Regions from separate parts of the Oncorhynchus mykiss genome. Here region 2 is linked to region 1. Evidence: chromatin contacts called from public Hi-C data. All regions are on one chromosome and are shown on one strand. Each heading gives the region's core, a stretch centred on a gene start, on an enhancer-like site or on the middle of the called end of the contact. The rest is flanking DNA. Distances are from core to core; before and after follow the strand shown. Region 1 holds the start of LOC110536384 (V-set and immunoglobulin domain-containing protein 10). Region 2 holds the start of LOC110535115 (serine/threonine-protein kinase TAO3).

Region 1 (7,471 bases), core at 1,331-3,830:
TTCCATTCACTACTTTTGCGGTAGTCTCTCACTTACTCAGGGTGAAGGAGCAGAACTTATCCTCTCCTGGACTTATCGTAGGGTGATGCCCATTACACTTCAGCATCTGCCCATCGAACAACAATGACCTGTTCAGATTCACCACCAGATTATCTGTCTCCTCCGACTCCATCAGTTGTCCAGCCACCTAAAAGAACCACAAAGGAAATAATTGAGGATAACACACACACACACGCAAAAATGTTTTATATATATTTTAAAAGCATGTATCCAATTAAGTAATGTTTTAACCCCCACAAAACAAACACCTGCTTCCCATGGCTCCCTGACGTCTGATGCTTCTCCCCCCAGAATAACGTGGGAGAGGGGTAGCCTCCAAACCAGCTACAGCTGAATTGGACATGGGACGGATCCTTCCCTGCGTTCCACAGACACTCTGGGTGCCTCTCTGGGGAATCTAAAGGAGAAAGATGGATGCTCTTTACAGTATAGAATTGATGAGGTATTTGGGTTATTACACAACAATAAGATAGACAAGTCATTTGAACAAGCACCACTGGCCACTGTATCTGATAGGTATCTATTAGGAGCTTAGGATATATACCGATATTCAAATTGTCACTAATCAACCACTATCAGAGACCATTAAGTCTGTTTCCCTTATAGTCAGTCACCTACAGTATACAAGCAGCTCTGTGCTAGAGCCAGCAGCCTTCTGGGAGATTGAGTTCTGGGCTCTGCAGCTGTAGTTCCCCTGAGCTGTGGGCTGAACATCCTCTATCCTGAAGTCCAGCCACGACCCACTGCCCACCGCCAGAGAGTCATTACTGGACGCCACACCCTGAAACCCCCAGGACAGGCTCTGGGAGGGGTAGGACAAGCTGGAACAGTTGAATGACACCGTGGAACCCCTGACAACAAAGAGGGTTCCGTTGGAAAGAGGCGTGGCTGGCTGGATGTCTATGATGCTATTGTCAGGACCACCTGCAAGAAGTAAACATGATATACTTTACTATAGTGTTGCCAAAGAAGGCAGACATTTTCCACTTGAAAACAGTCCTCACAGTATACAACAATCAAGCCTTGTTACAACCCAAGGCACCCATCTTTCATTATTGAGCAATGTGGACTGATTCCATAACATACAGAACATTTGTAAAAAATTATTCAGTCCCATTCCATCCATCCATCATATACTACATAATGGTCAAGGTAACACTGCAGTACCCCTCTGATCATGATTGTTCAAATGCCTACAAAACACACAGGCTACTACAGCATGTGCTATGAAACCAGCCCCAGCACCAAATAATCCAGAATAACCAGTTTCAAGGCAATAATTGTTCAAAATAATTTCTAGGGCAACTGCCAGGGCAATTGACCAAGATACCAGTACAGTATCTGCAAGTCATTATATGAAGGACATCAACACACATTGTTATGATAGAACACAGATACTTACTGACTATTTGCAATGTGAGACTTGTTTGAGTTTTGTTGTTATGGGGTAAAGAATCACAGAGATAGGTCCCCTCATCTGATAGATTAATTCTGTTGATGTACAAGCTTTGATTGTACAGTATGGTCAGGTGCCCTTCACTTGGGAATATTGGAATTATAATGGAATGATTGCGTTCAATGGTAAACTGGCCATTCGTCATCCATCGCGTGAATGAGGGGGTCACATTGGTCGCAGTGTTCCAACACGGAAGTATAATATTCTCTCCCAGTGTTCCAGCTACAGTAGTTTCATCCGAGCGCCCATTTGCTGCAACTTTCATAAAAACAATGAGCACGATAATTTAAGACAAGATTATTCAATTCAACAAATTGCGATTCAACAAATTGCTTATAAAAGTGAACAGTAGGCCTATATAGATCAAAACGTCAGACCTAATATAACTAATTTTACTGTATAGGCTAAAAACAATGGATTATGTTTCATAAACATGTCACAAGTGGACACTCACCGGTCTGATGCATGACCTGAAGAAAAATTGCAACTGCGAAGCCATTCATAATTATCCCTCCTACTGTATAGCATATATACTCTGATTTATAGTTAGACAAATGCTTTGGTTGCCAACCTCTGTCTGACTACCTGTTGTGCATGCGGTGACACAACACACCTCTACACCTAGTTTACATAACTGGTTAGAGTAACTGATATAGGAATTATGAGCCACAATAATTCAATATTTTTCTTCTCCATGGAACTGCCACATGCTATAATTTTTCAGCCATTTGGCTACCTGGCTGTTTACTCGCGGGCGTTTATCCGGAAACTTCAAACCACACCCAACACTTACCTTCTTAAAGGTGCAGCAGGGGATTTCTAGTTTATTGACAGTTAATACCGCTGTCACCGCGCTGATCAACGAGACGGGTTACCCAAGTTCACTGAGAAGGTGACAGACAGCCTATTATCTCTTTTTCTAGAGTGAAATCTAACTCAGGGAAAACTAACACACAAGTGTCTGAAATGTAGGTAATTTATATATATGTTTCTAGATCTTAAAGACACAATGTAGCTTTATCAGCAAAACGTGACAATTCGAGTAGGAGTGGACCTTGGTCATGAAAAGAACATTCTAGAAAGATAAATTCGCGTCATTGGGCAGTAAAGTGAGGGATTGACAGAACCTTAGGCCAATCACAAGTGCTAACTGCAGAGCTAGACGTACTGTGATTGGCCTAAACGCAATGCATAGTCAGGACTCCGGGCCCTGCCTGTGCCTGCCCCCTTGTGTTTTTGTGCAGAATAAGTCAAAGCAGCTCCTGTTTGCAGCTCTCCGGAATCAGTCAAAATGCCGGTAGATTTAAGCCAGTGGACAGGGAATCTTGCCCTAACAGAGGTGGATGAGAAGCCTGCACAGACCCTCCATGTCAAGTATGGCTCTCTTGAAATCGACGAGTTGGGCAAAGTGCTCACGCCAACACAGGTACTGTCAAAGACGAACGAGTATTTATTTTAGAACTAAACCAAGATAGACCATGCCTGTCTTTTCCAATGGGACCAAAGTGGGCAAAACAAGCAAATGAACAAAGTAAATGAGTATTCAGAAATGAACATTGTGTAGCTGTGATAACTGCAACGCCCTTTTTGTGCCACACTCGTTTATTTTACAATTGTGTTCTGTGAGCAATGCCCTAGATTTGTTCATGGCGACTCCATTAAAAAGTACTCTCTATCCCTATGATCAGTCAAACAAAACAGCTAATCGTGTTTGGTTTATGTTCTTTAGTCGCTGACCTTTCTCCAACACTGTGGTGTACACTGTTCGAATGAGTTACTCGCCGTTGCATTGGCGTTCATCTTTGACATAATAACTAACGATTTAGCGAATATTTTTTTAAATAACTAAACTAAGATAGACCACGCCTGTCGTTTCCAATGGGACCAAACGAGTCATAGTGGGCTGAGCCAAACACGAGCTAATGCGATCCTATTGGCGCGTTCTAGCCTGTATCTGCGCCGCCTATCTGAGGTGCGCCTGTGCAATAACTGAATTCGCCTTTGCACTCCTATACGCGATATATACACACACTTTTGGAAAGGGTAAAGTCTGCAACTTAGTCCACAACATATTATAGTTGGGAACAGAGAACTGTATTGAGAACAAATGTTTAATTGGTGCGAAAATGTGCAGAATGTCATCCCAAATCCATATCGTTCCATCTCCGGCCAGTGTGCTTCCTCTCACTACATATTTGGTAGTGAGCGGAAACGCCAAGCGGATGCTTCACATTCATACATCCGGTAAAATATCTCATTGTTCTGTGGAGTTAGCTTGCAAACTAGCTAGTGTCTCGAATATAATTCAGAGTTGTAGGGTTAACAGCACGTGCTCACGATTATGCTCAATAGATAGTAGTTGATACATTACATGAAATAAGCTCATTTAAAAAATGTTATTGATTGCTAGAATTTGCAAGACCAGGTTTATTTGCAAAAATGTGACACAATGCACAAAACCGTGTCAGTGTGCAATAATGTTCCAGTCTTGCTTAGACTGCATAAGAGGTGGTCTGACCATACACTGACTGTCTGCACTGCAGAGAAGAGGGTTGGGCAATGACTATGTTAATCAGCACTCTCTTAGTGCAGGATTTTTGGCCTAACTCAAATTAACATAATTATCCACAGTTCATTCGAATATCCTTAATACATTAAACTGATTTTTTTGCTTATTGTTTGTTATACCAACTATATCAACTGTGGTTTGTATTTGTGATAGCAACCATTTTTATTGGTCAAATACACATGATTACCAGATGTTAATGCGAGTGTAGTGGAATGCTTGTATTGTGATACCATCCTTGACTTGTGAAAGTATTTTTGGCTTGTAGGGTGTTTGTTGCGATACCAACTATATTGACCACTGCTTGTGTGAATTATTACCAAAATGGGATGGGCTTGAAATGTATTGAGACCAACTACATTCCCCTTGGTTTGTTTCTTCACAGGTGCAGAGCCGTCCCACCTCTATAGAGTGGGAGGGGTGTGACTCCACAAAGCTGTACACCCTGGCCATGACCGACCCCGACGCACCCAGCAGGAAAGACCCCAAATTTGGGTGGGCTGCCGTAGGGCTGGGCGATATATCAAATTAGTTTTAGCACAATATTCTAAATGCATGCTTCTCCAGAATCGCTTCTTCTGTGCTGTGTGCACCTTCCCATTTTTCTCTCTCACTCACACACACACTTACAACAACAAAGCTGAGAGATCACTTCTTTGTCTCTGACAAGTGGTTTCAACTTGCTATTTGCGTTTGAGGTTTGGTCCAACAGAATGGGTCACATGGACACCAACACATATAATAGAGAAGTTAACCTTTCTCATGATACCCTTTTTATGTCTCAACTCCTCAGATGATGTGCAGAGCAGACGACTGAAACATCACGACTGTTGTATACATGTGCAGTAAGCATTAAACACTATCTAAGGATTTGGTATCTTAATATCAACATTTGCTTAAATTTTACACAAATGTCCTGAAAAAAAGAGTTGAAGGAACTGAAAGCACCAAGAAGATGAGAAGGATCAGTTTGTTGGGCTTAGTTTTTGCACAGTTTTAACCAATTATTAACCTTGATCATTGAGCAACACAACATTATTCACTTATCGTCGTGCTCGTTCTGTCTTCTTCTCCCTCTCTGGTTTCTGCTTAGTCACACTACAAGTGCCATCACTGCACAAGAAACAGGAACACTGACATTGTATTGTTATTCTTTAAAAGAAAGAAAGCCTAGGAAGTTGTCCAGCATTTTGTCATTTGTGACAAATTTACTGACTTGCCTAGTTAAAAGAAAAGGATTGGGGGCCCATTTGTCATTAGACTAGCACTGGGTTTTGGTAACTCGTTCTCATTCTGAGAAATTAGTTAGGTCACTTAATATCAACATCTGGGGGAAAAAATGGACAAGCTAGCATGCTGTTCAAACATCGAAGGGTGTGTTCATAACGCTTCAACTGTTCTACCTTGTTACTAGCAGATAGATCCAAGTTGGCTGGCAACTCACTAGCATGTGGGCTTTTGCTTGACATTGTTTGAGACCTGGGTTAATTTTTGATAAATGACTGACTTATAGCAGGCGTTAAGAGTGAATGTGCATTATGCATTGTTCTGGTAAATTGCATTTTCATAGACTTGACAACCAGATCAGTGATTATTGGGGATAAAAAGTAGATTTAACTATTTTGATCAAATTAGTGGGTCTTTTGGCGTGGAGGCTTGACCTTTTTAATTGTACAACAAAAGCTTATTTTGAGAACAAATTATATGAATCACCTATAAATGTGAATATATCAAGATAATTTTTTCGGGCCATATCGCTCAGCTCTAGGCTGCAACTCCCTTTTTATTGGCTCTCTGATCGATTATTCAAAGCGTTGCTTGACCTTTTCACCCCCTGATGATTTCTGAAGCCAACAGATTGTGTTATCGATAATCATATTTCTTAAATGTTTTCTTGGATGTTGGATAACCATATATTTTTTTGAAGGGAGTGGCATCACTTTCTGGTGGTGAACATGAAGGGAAACAATGTATCCAGTGGATGTGTCATGTCCGACTACGTTGGGTCTGGCCCTCCAAAAGGCACTGGTAACCTTATCCAATGATTGGAGCGACTTCTATTCCTCTAGGAATGTCTGAAACTTGAATGTGACAAATTGTCTACACAAGTGTATTATTGGACATGTGGTGCATTGCTTCACATAGCCTTTGCACTTCCTCCCTCATTGACCACGTGACATCTTTGTTCCTGTCTCTCTGTGTGTGTGTCCCCCAGGTCTCCACAGGTATGTGTGGCTGGTCTATGAGCAGTCAGGAAACCTCTCCTGTACGGAGCCCGTCCTCACCAACTGCTGTGGAGACAACCGCGGCAAGTTCAAGATCCAAGAATTCCGTCAGAAATACGGACTGGGAGTCCCTGTGGCTGGAACCTGCTATCAGGCAGAATGGGATAATTATGTCCCTAAACTCTATGAGCAACTGGCTGGAAAATAAACAAAGGAGTATTCAGAAATTAACATTATGTAGATAACTGCAGGAACCACAATGCCTTTTTTTTTCCCACACTGATTTATTTTACAATTGTATTATGTGAGCAATGCCCTATAGTTGTTCATGCCGACTCATTAAAAAGTCATCTCTCTATCACCATGATCAAACAAAACGGCTAATCTTGTTTGGTTTACAATCTTTAGTCGCTGACCGTTCTCCAACGAGTTACTCTATGGTTGCATCAGTTATTTTTGTGGACACTGGCGATAATGAAAATGTGGTGGAGTGCTCCTGTAACACAACCTGGCCCTGCATAAACCGTTCAGTGGTGGACCTTGAATGTGGCCAAGATGTCACCATATTAATAGGGAGCATCAGCAAACTCAAATCCATGACTACCTGTATACAGCAAAAAATCCAATGACAGAAGTTGTGTGATGAGCACTTTATTTACAAATATAATTAAAAGCTCTGACAGATTCATGCTTTCTCTTAATCCTGGAAAACAAAAGTGCATGCAAAGATAAAGCATTTATTTACTGATCTGGTTGATAAGAAAATACTTCGCAGCTTTTAAAGCAAAAAGAATGACGAATTTCAAGAAACACATTGAGCGATCGAGTCGACTTACTGAAGGAAGAGGAGCAATCGTCCATTAAAAAAGAAATATTTGAATAACAATTAAAATACGAAAATAAGTAAAAGCTCTACATAAATTGTTCTATACACAAAATACATGTCCCTCCCCCTGCGACAAAGCCCTTTGTGCTACCTGGGAGTAGGGATTCACATGGGCGCCGTCTCAAATCACACCCCTATTGCCCTAGAAGTACTGCACTACATAGGGAATAGTGTGCAATTCCAGACATTCACATGACATGCCAGTGCAGAGAATCAGTGGAGTACCAGGGTGCATTGCAAGTCTCTCCTCAGTGTCCCTCCCAAGTCAAGTTTATAAT
Region 2 (7,511 bases), core at 1,005-3,504, 150 kb after region 1:
CACGTCTGAATATCCTACAAAAAAGCTAAACTAACTGGGTGAAGGTAACAGAGGAGGGAGGGGCAACTTCCGTTGGACCTCGGTCACACACACAGACACGACCATTTCAGGCTATTGTCCCTCATCATACAATAAAAAAATATATTTAAAAAAATAGACTTAACTAGCTTAGTATTATCAGCTAGATAGGTGATGCAGGCAACCTTAAGGGACTGGTAGCCTTGGACTGCCACGGTGTAACTCTGTTCATAGTTACCTCCCACTCAAAGCCTGAGACTTACTGATGAGCTGGCTGGCCGACTTGATAAGGTTACTGTAGGTTATGTTGGAAGCAGAGGCTTAAGCAATGAAAGTTGTTTCTTTAAAATCAAGCTACTGGCTGCTAATGGGCAAATATTTGTTTATAGTGAGAGATAAATGAATGTACACATTATACAGAGAACTCTGATACAGAATATTCAAGAGCTGACCAAATATATGCTAAATATGGAAGCTAACGACTTCATATGGCTCAGGCAATATCTTGGGAAATTACAAGATATTGCATGTTCAGAACAAGCAGAAATGTGTTCATTACAAGCATGTCTGTTAGCTTCCTATTCAAGCTGTCTACATAAAAGGATGACATCATGAAGTCAGGTTGGTTGTTGTAGGCTGTTCCACTGGCTGCTATTTTAGCCTTTAATGAGACATTTCAAGCGCGTAATGTTAACCTACATTTACTTTTATGCAGATTACAGGAAACAAAATATCTGCATATCAGTGGTAAAGCTATCGTTGAAAGCATTGTATGAATGACAATAGACGGCAAATCAAACAAAACATTCAAAAAGGTAGCTGTCAATGCTGTTTAACCAGTGTGTAGTGCACTAGACCAACATTTGCTTCGAGCACAAAAACAATAGACGCACTAACGTTAGACTCGGGTGACAATGTCATTTCTGTCTGTCAATTACTGGGCAGTTAAAGCAAATTTCGTTTCATTTACATATTTTAACATGTGCATTGAGCTATGCAATCGTTTTCGATGTCTGGCAATCCATCCATCGCAGAATGTCCAAAAAATGATACAGTAAGTAAGTAGCTGGTTGTAAAACGTTCAGTCGCAACATGTATCCACTGAAAAACAGTCTGTGGCACAGCCAGACAGTAGCTAGCTACATTATAGTTCCAGCCGTCTAGTGACAACTCGCCAATTATCAAGTAAAACCTCTTGAAACAAAATGACAATTCACAAAATTGACAGCTAAACCAAGTTGAAAGGCTTTGAAGCAACTGCATACAGGTTTTAAAAACATGTCTCATTGTTTATCGAGAGGTTCAGTTTATAATTTAACACGACAAGAGGTGAACCAAACTGGCTTGTCATTTGCTCGCAATACTTACCCATGAGCTCAGGTCGGTGCTTATGAAAACACGTCCTCTGTTCCTCATTTGCCAAGCAATACTTTCAACGATTTAAAAGCACTGTATGAATGATAAACAATTTCCAATGAAACCGACGGTGAGAATTGTTTTGCGAGCAGGTGTAACCAACCAAGTATTTGGCTTGCACAGTTCAACTACCCTACGCACTTCACTGACTGCCTATCTAGTGAGACTGTTACGTTAAAACAACAATGCGTTCAAGTCTCAACTTCGGTAGTCATCATGCTATGAGTCATAATAAAGAATACAACTACGTTAGCCTGGTATCTTGACAACGAAATAATCATTTCACAGGAACATGGGTTACTTCGACTTCATCTTAAAGGAAACGAAGACATGACGACAGCGTACTAGGAAGTGTCTCTCGTGTATAAGGCCAGCAAATTAGAAGCGTGAAATTGTGACAGCAATAGCTAACATTAACATTTGTACCTTCATCATAAATAAACCAAATTAAAAACTGACCAGTGATGTTCTTGTTCCTTTTGATGAATCCCACGTTTCCAATAACATTTAGTCCAACTCCGAGAGACAACTTGACTTTCTGAAGTTTGGTCAGGACTTCCTGAATGAGGGCTCGAGTCGCTCCTTTCCTCCGCACGAGCACGGCCCCTTGCCGCTGACAGCTAGTTTGACAGGCGGAAATAAATTCGTAGATTATCTGGCAAGCAGCAGTTGTCTTTAGTTCTGGCCTCTATAAATGTTATGGTTTAAACAAACAAAAACACGACATTCACTGTATGTGTCACAGTTGTTTAGATCATGCCCGTTGATTATTGATCATGATCAATACATTGCACTGATCAAATGTCGTGTTGTCAAGACCATTGTCATTTAACTCTAGACAATATTGGACGTTTTAGTATGTGCTGTTTACAAGGAGAAACAATCGAGTTCAGAGTCAAAGCAGACGAGGACAGGAGGTGGATGAGAGAAACAAAAATGTATCGGTTATCGGCTATAAAGGATCATCAACAGACAACCTTTGGGGATAGAAAAACTAGGGATATCAATGTTAAAAATGAAAATGAATACTTGGGTACTGTATTAGGTTTCAGTCAAGTCCACATTAATAAAATAACATGGGGTTAATTGCATTTTTAAAAATGAGAAAACTCACATTTATTTTTGGGGGCTTTATGTATATTGTTCAATGGTGCATTGGGACAATATTGACCTCTGAAAGCGATGAAAGTCGGTCACAGAAATGTAAATTCTGATCAAATGTATCACTTGGCAGTGTTCATAAAAACTAAGGCGACACAATTGAGAAAAATGAAATAAATAAACAATAAGGCGATACTGACATCTGGTGTTAGAATTTAGAATGACACCTTTAATACTAGACAGTCCATGGAATGTATGTCTAATAAAAACATGATGAGTTGCAGGAAATCCATGCAAAACGCTTAAAAAGTAAAGTGAAGTATTAGGTCCTTGAGTTAGGTCCCGGGTTGAACCCCCATTTTCCCCTCTGCCTCCCTCTCAGTGTCTATAGGCTTGAGTTAGCTCAGCGGGCTAACACAGTCTTTTGACATGTAGAAGACCTAGGTTTAACCTTGGCCACAGACAGTGTGTTCAAGCTCAATCAGATATGACTGGAATCACACAAGGTTATTATAGTTTTGTGTTTTTATGTTAGTTTTTATTTCTATTAGTTTTAAGATTTGTATTTGAAATTCAGTTTAATTTCAGTTAGTTCTCAGATCTGATTTACTAGTTTTATTTTGTTAAAGTTTTATAAAAAATAAAAAATAGTTTTAGTGTTGGGGACAGAAAGTATCCTGTGTCGGAGGCCAGGAGCCATTTGTGTTGTATCGTTTTTTAGCTTGTTACTTCTTGCCACTTTGGGGCAGTAATGCTGGTTCAGGTCATAGGTTAAGTTAGTTATAAAGGGGGGCTGAACACACTGATTACCCATGTGTTTTTTTGCTGCTCATTAAAAAATGGATTTGAGTCTTGGGGGTGTTATGTTCGCTATATCATACCCTGGCAGTTAATGTTGTTTGTCCCTCCTGAGTCACCGTAGCAACAACATAGCCTCTAACACTTCCTCAAAATAGTCTGAACTATCTTAAATAAAGCTAGCTAGTTAGAAGTAGATAGCAGTAGCAGGCACATTGAGCAAGCAGGGCACATTAGCTTAATCAGTTTAGCATGCATATAACTTCTTACTTTCTTGTGTTCTTATTTTGTTTTTTAAATTTCTTCATGTGTTTCTGTTCTACCTCATGTTATTTTTAGTGCTACATTGATATATATTACTGCATTGTTGAGTTTGGAGATTGCAAGAAAAGCATTTCACTGTTCTTGTGCACGTGATAATAAAACTTGAAGTTTTTCAAGTCACTGTGAGCTGGCGACGTTTAGTTTTTACAACTTTCTTACTATCTATTACCAGAGTGTGTGTCTATCTGGCACTGTTTCCTAGGGAATCATGTTACAGAACAGGTCACAGCGGAACACAAGATGCTCGTGAATGGGTTCATAATTTTGGAATATTGTGGCAGTTGGGATGCAAGTGCGCATCGACTCAATTCTCATTTCGCCCAAAACGGACTCAAGTGATCATTATCAAACACATCATCAAGTGGCCACTCCATTAAGGGCTTAGGGGTCAAGTGTTCTTTCAACATAACTCTGGCAATGTGTTGTCTTATGTAATCAAGTCCAAGGCGCGTAGTAAGGTCTGTCTCGCTGTCTGGAGGTTCTGCTGCTAACCAACATGATAAAATACTACAGTTTGCTATAGAATACCACCACAGGAGGCTGGTGGCACCTTCATTGGGGAGGACAGGCTCGTGGTAACGACTGGAGCGGAATCAGTGCCATGGTATTCTACATTAAACACATGGTTTCCATGGTTTCCTGGTGTTTGATGCCATTCCATTTGCTCCGTTCCGGCCATTATTATGAGTTGTTCTCCCCTCAGCAGCCTCCACATGACATTTTGGTCATTCAGCAGACCCTCTTATCCAGAGTGACTTAAAGTTAGTGCATTCGTATTAAGATAGCTAGGTGGGACAACCACATATCACAGGCATAGTAAGTACACTTTTCCTCAGTAAAGTAGCTATCAGCAAAGTCAAAGCTAGACAGGGGGAGAAGGGGGAATCGATTGCAAGTGTTGGTTCAGAAAAAAAAAAAAAGGGGGGGTGTGGGTCGAGGTGAGGTGGGGAATCATTTTTTTCAAGATACTCTTTTGAAGAGGTAGGCTTTCAGGTGCTTCAGAAGATGGGCAGGGACTCTGCTGTTTAAGCTTCAGGGGAAAGCTGGCTCCACCATTGGGGTTCGAGGACAGAGAAGAGCTTGGACTGGGCTGAGCGGGCGATGGGCCTAAAGACCAGAGGTGACATAATGGACTGCTCGGGTTGGGCTGTAGGGTTTGAGCATAGCCTGAAGGTAGGGAAGGACAATTGGATAGAGTGCAAAAAGCTTTGCTAGGCAGTACCGCAAGTATCTGTGAACCCCCAGATTCAGAAGCTTAAAATCCCCATTTAATGTTTGCCCAACATTTTGAGAGAAAAAAACTAAAATTGAACATAATTCATAATGGTTTTTATTTTAGTTAGTTTTGGAGTTAAATGTAAGAATTTCAGTATAGTTTTAGCTCTTCAAATGGGTTTGTTAATTGTTTTAGACGGAAGTCGTTGAGCAAAGTCGGTAAGTGAAGTCTGGGGAGGCACATGTGCACATATGCAAGTCGGACTACTTCTGCTGTTTCAAGGAAACTCGACAATGGCAGACATGGCTTTCACCTTTGTTATTGCAGATGAAGTGGATGCTATCGAAATTGGTTCTACTAAGCTATATGGAATTGCTTTAACAAAGTCATACCAATGATCATTTTGTTATTTGATTTAGGAATGTTACACCCTTTGAAGTAACCCAAAAATATTTGTTTAAATGCTTGATAATTTTTTTTTATTTGGCCTTACTTCTATTAGTACATACAAACTCATTGAACAACAGATTAACCTATCCCCAAAAATCTAAAGGAAGTTTGTTCTGAAGTGTCTGTCCTATATCTGAGAGATATAAGTTTTTGTTTTATACATATAGTTAACCTCTTATTTTTGGCATTAAACAGTCTCCATATATACTGTACTTCCATTCACTTTTTCAACTGGTACCCAGGACCTTCAGACGAGTCTTGTAAGGCCTGTGGGCATCCTAGAGCGAAATAACATGTACGTGTTCGTGAGAGTCTCTCCTTTCCATAGAGGGGTCAGATTAGTGTGTAGCCCAAACTGTTTGGACGCTACAGAGAGAAGTTGGCAGATCGGCTGTCCCAAGACACTTGTAGAGAACACCATCCTGAGAGTGAGAGTCTCATCTTTCCATCATGCTAGTTTCTAGGCCAAACCGTTTGGACGCTACAGACGATTCTGTGAGAAGACCGATTTTCAGGATACCTCATGGTCTGACACATACCAAAGACGTGGAAGTGAGACATCGGCGGATGTGGTAGATTGAGACGCGTCCAATGCAAGACACCAGATATCTCTCGTTTAAACTGACAGCTTTTTATGTTTGTTTTTAATTACGCAAAATCAACTCTAGGGTGTTTTAAAGGACCGTTTTCGGGACATTGCCAGTGTAGAAATCCCCCAGATTAACAAATGCGTCGTTTACAATATGTATAACATTTTATTCACACGTAATAAACAAATCAACACTTTTTTTTTACAACAATATTACAGACAAGACAAATTCCTGGCTATAACATGGGACACAACATTACAGTTGTCAGCTATATTGTCGCAAGTTGGATATTTTATTTGTTACTGTAAGAAAGGTGGATCGAAAATAGATTGTAAAGGATGTACGGATTAACATCTATTTAAGCTCTGAAGGTTCATCCGCCCAAAACAGTAAACATGCATTGATAATAACCAATGATAGGTGACGATATCAACCATTTATGATTTCCAGTCGACTGCAGTCTTTGATCACATGCTGTAAAGGTCATGCAGTAGACAAGTTGAAAGTCAGACAATGTGTATACCCATAATGCAACACACTTTGCCTTGACAAAAGTGATTTGGTTGAGCGTGCCCCATGTCTATGGTCCAGACGGAGGGGAAATCCGCACACAATGCGTCCCTGACCACCTCCTGAAGTGGTCGTCCAGATCTGAACACAATACGACTTTTGTGCGTCTAGATCTGTCTTTTCAATGTGATCTTCGTATTCTGATACTAGAAGTCGCATGTAAGTGTCAAGTGTAGACACAGTGCTCTGACCTCAGTCTCCTCCTGCTACACAGGAAGAGTGGATGTTCCTGTATCCCTACTACCACTACTACCACCTGTGGACATAGCCTGGAAGTAGGGGTGCTGGTAGTGAAATGGTAAAACTGAAAGAATTTGTGTTGTAGAAAATGAAAAAAATCCCTTTTATTTCTTTCATCACATTCCCAGTGTGTCAGAAGATTACATACACTCAAATAGTATTTGGTAGCATTGCCTTTAAATTGTTTAACTTGGGTCAAATGTTTCGGGAAGCCTTCCACAAGCTTCCCACAATAAGTTGTGTGAATTTTCTGGCCCATTCCTCCTGACAGAGCTGATGTAACTGAGTCAGGTTTGTAGGCCTCCTTGCTTGCACACATTTTCTCAGTTCTGCCCACAAATTTGCTATAGGATCGAGGTCAGGGCTTTGGGATGGCCACTCCAGTACCTAGACTTTGTTGTCCTTAAGCCATTTTGCCACAACTTTGGAAGTATGCTTGGGGTCATTGACCATTTGCGACCAAGCTTTAACATCTTGACTGACGTCTTGAGATGTTGCTTCAATATACATGTTGCTTCGAAATATATAGATCAAGAGCATCATTTTCCGTCCTCATGATGCCATCTATTTTGTGAAGTGCACCACTCCCTCCTGCAGCAAAGCACCCCCACAACATGATGCTGACATCCCTGTGCTTCGCGGTTTAGATGGTGTTCTTCGGCTTGCAAGCCTCACCCTTTTTCCTCCAAACATATGTTATGGCCTAACAGTTCTATTTTTGTTTCATCAGACCAGAGGACATTTCTCCAAAAAGTACGATCTTTGTCCCCATCTGCAGTTGCAAACCG

What was found. Hi-C and Micro-C count contacts between places; a contact is called where the count stands out from the background.
Region 2: a contact with region 1 is called in a Hi-C map of liver, with 5 times the contacts expected there. The contact joins the promoter of LOC110535115 here to the promoter of LOC110536384 in region 1. A contact is called at or near these places in 2 of 3 Hi-C or Micro-C datasets (blood and liver).

Annotation. Positions count from the first base shown.
Region 1 is chr11:74,704,934-74,712,404 of USDA_OmykA_1.1, forward strand. LOC110536384 (V-set and immunoglobulin domain-containing protein 10) reads right to left here and starts at 2,581. Exons shown (of 9, transcript XM_021622145.2): 1 at 2,310-2,581; 2 at 1,463-1,774; 3 at 679-984; 4 at 309-457; 5 at 37-187. The coding sequence starts at 1,661. It overlaps pebp1 (phosphatidylethanolamine binding protein 1), which reads left to right and starts at 2,367. Exons shown (of 5, transcript NM_001160679.1): 1 at 2,367-2,408; 2 at 2,789-2,942; 3 at 4,468-4,577; 4 at 6,010-6,110; 5 at 6,298-6,676. The coding sequence starts at 2,808. The coding sequence ends at 6,515. LOC110535115 (serine/threonine-protein kinase TAO3) reads right to left here. Exons shown (of 21, transcript XM_036936323.1): 21 at 6,946-7,471.
Region 2 is chr11:74,860,033-74,867,543 of USDA_OmykA_1.1, forward strand. It overlaps LOC110535115 (serine/threonine-protein kinase TAO3), which reads right to left and starts at 2,255. Exons shown (of 21, transcript XM_036936323.1): 1 at 1,894-2,255.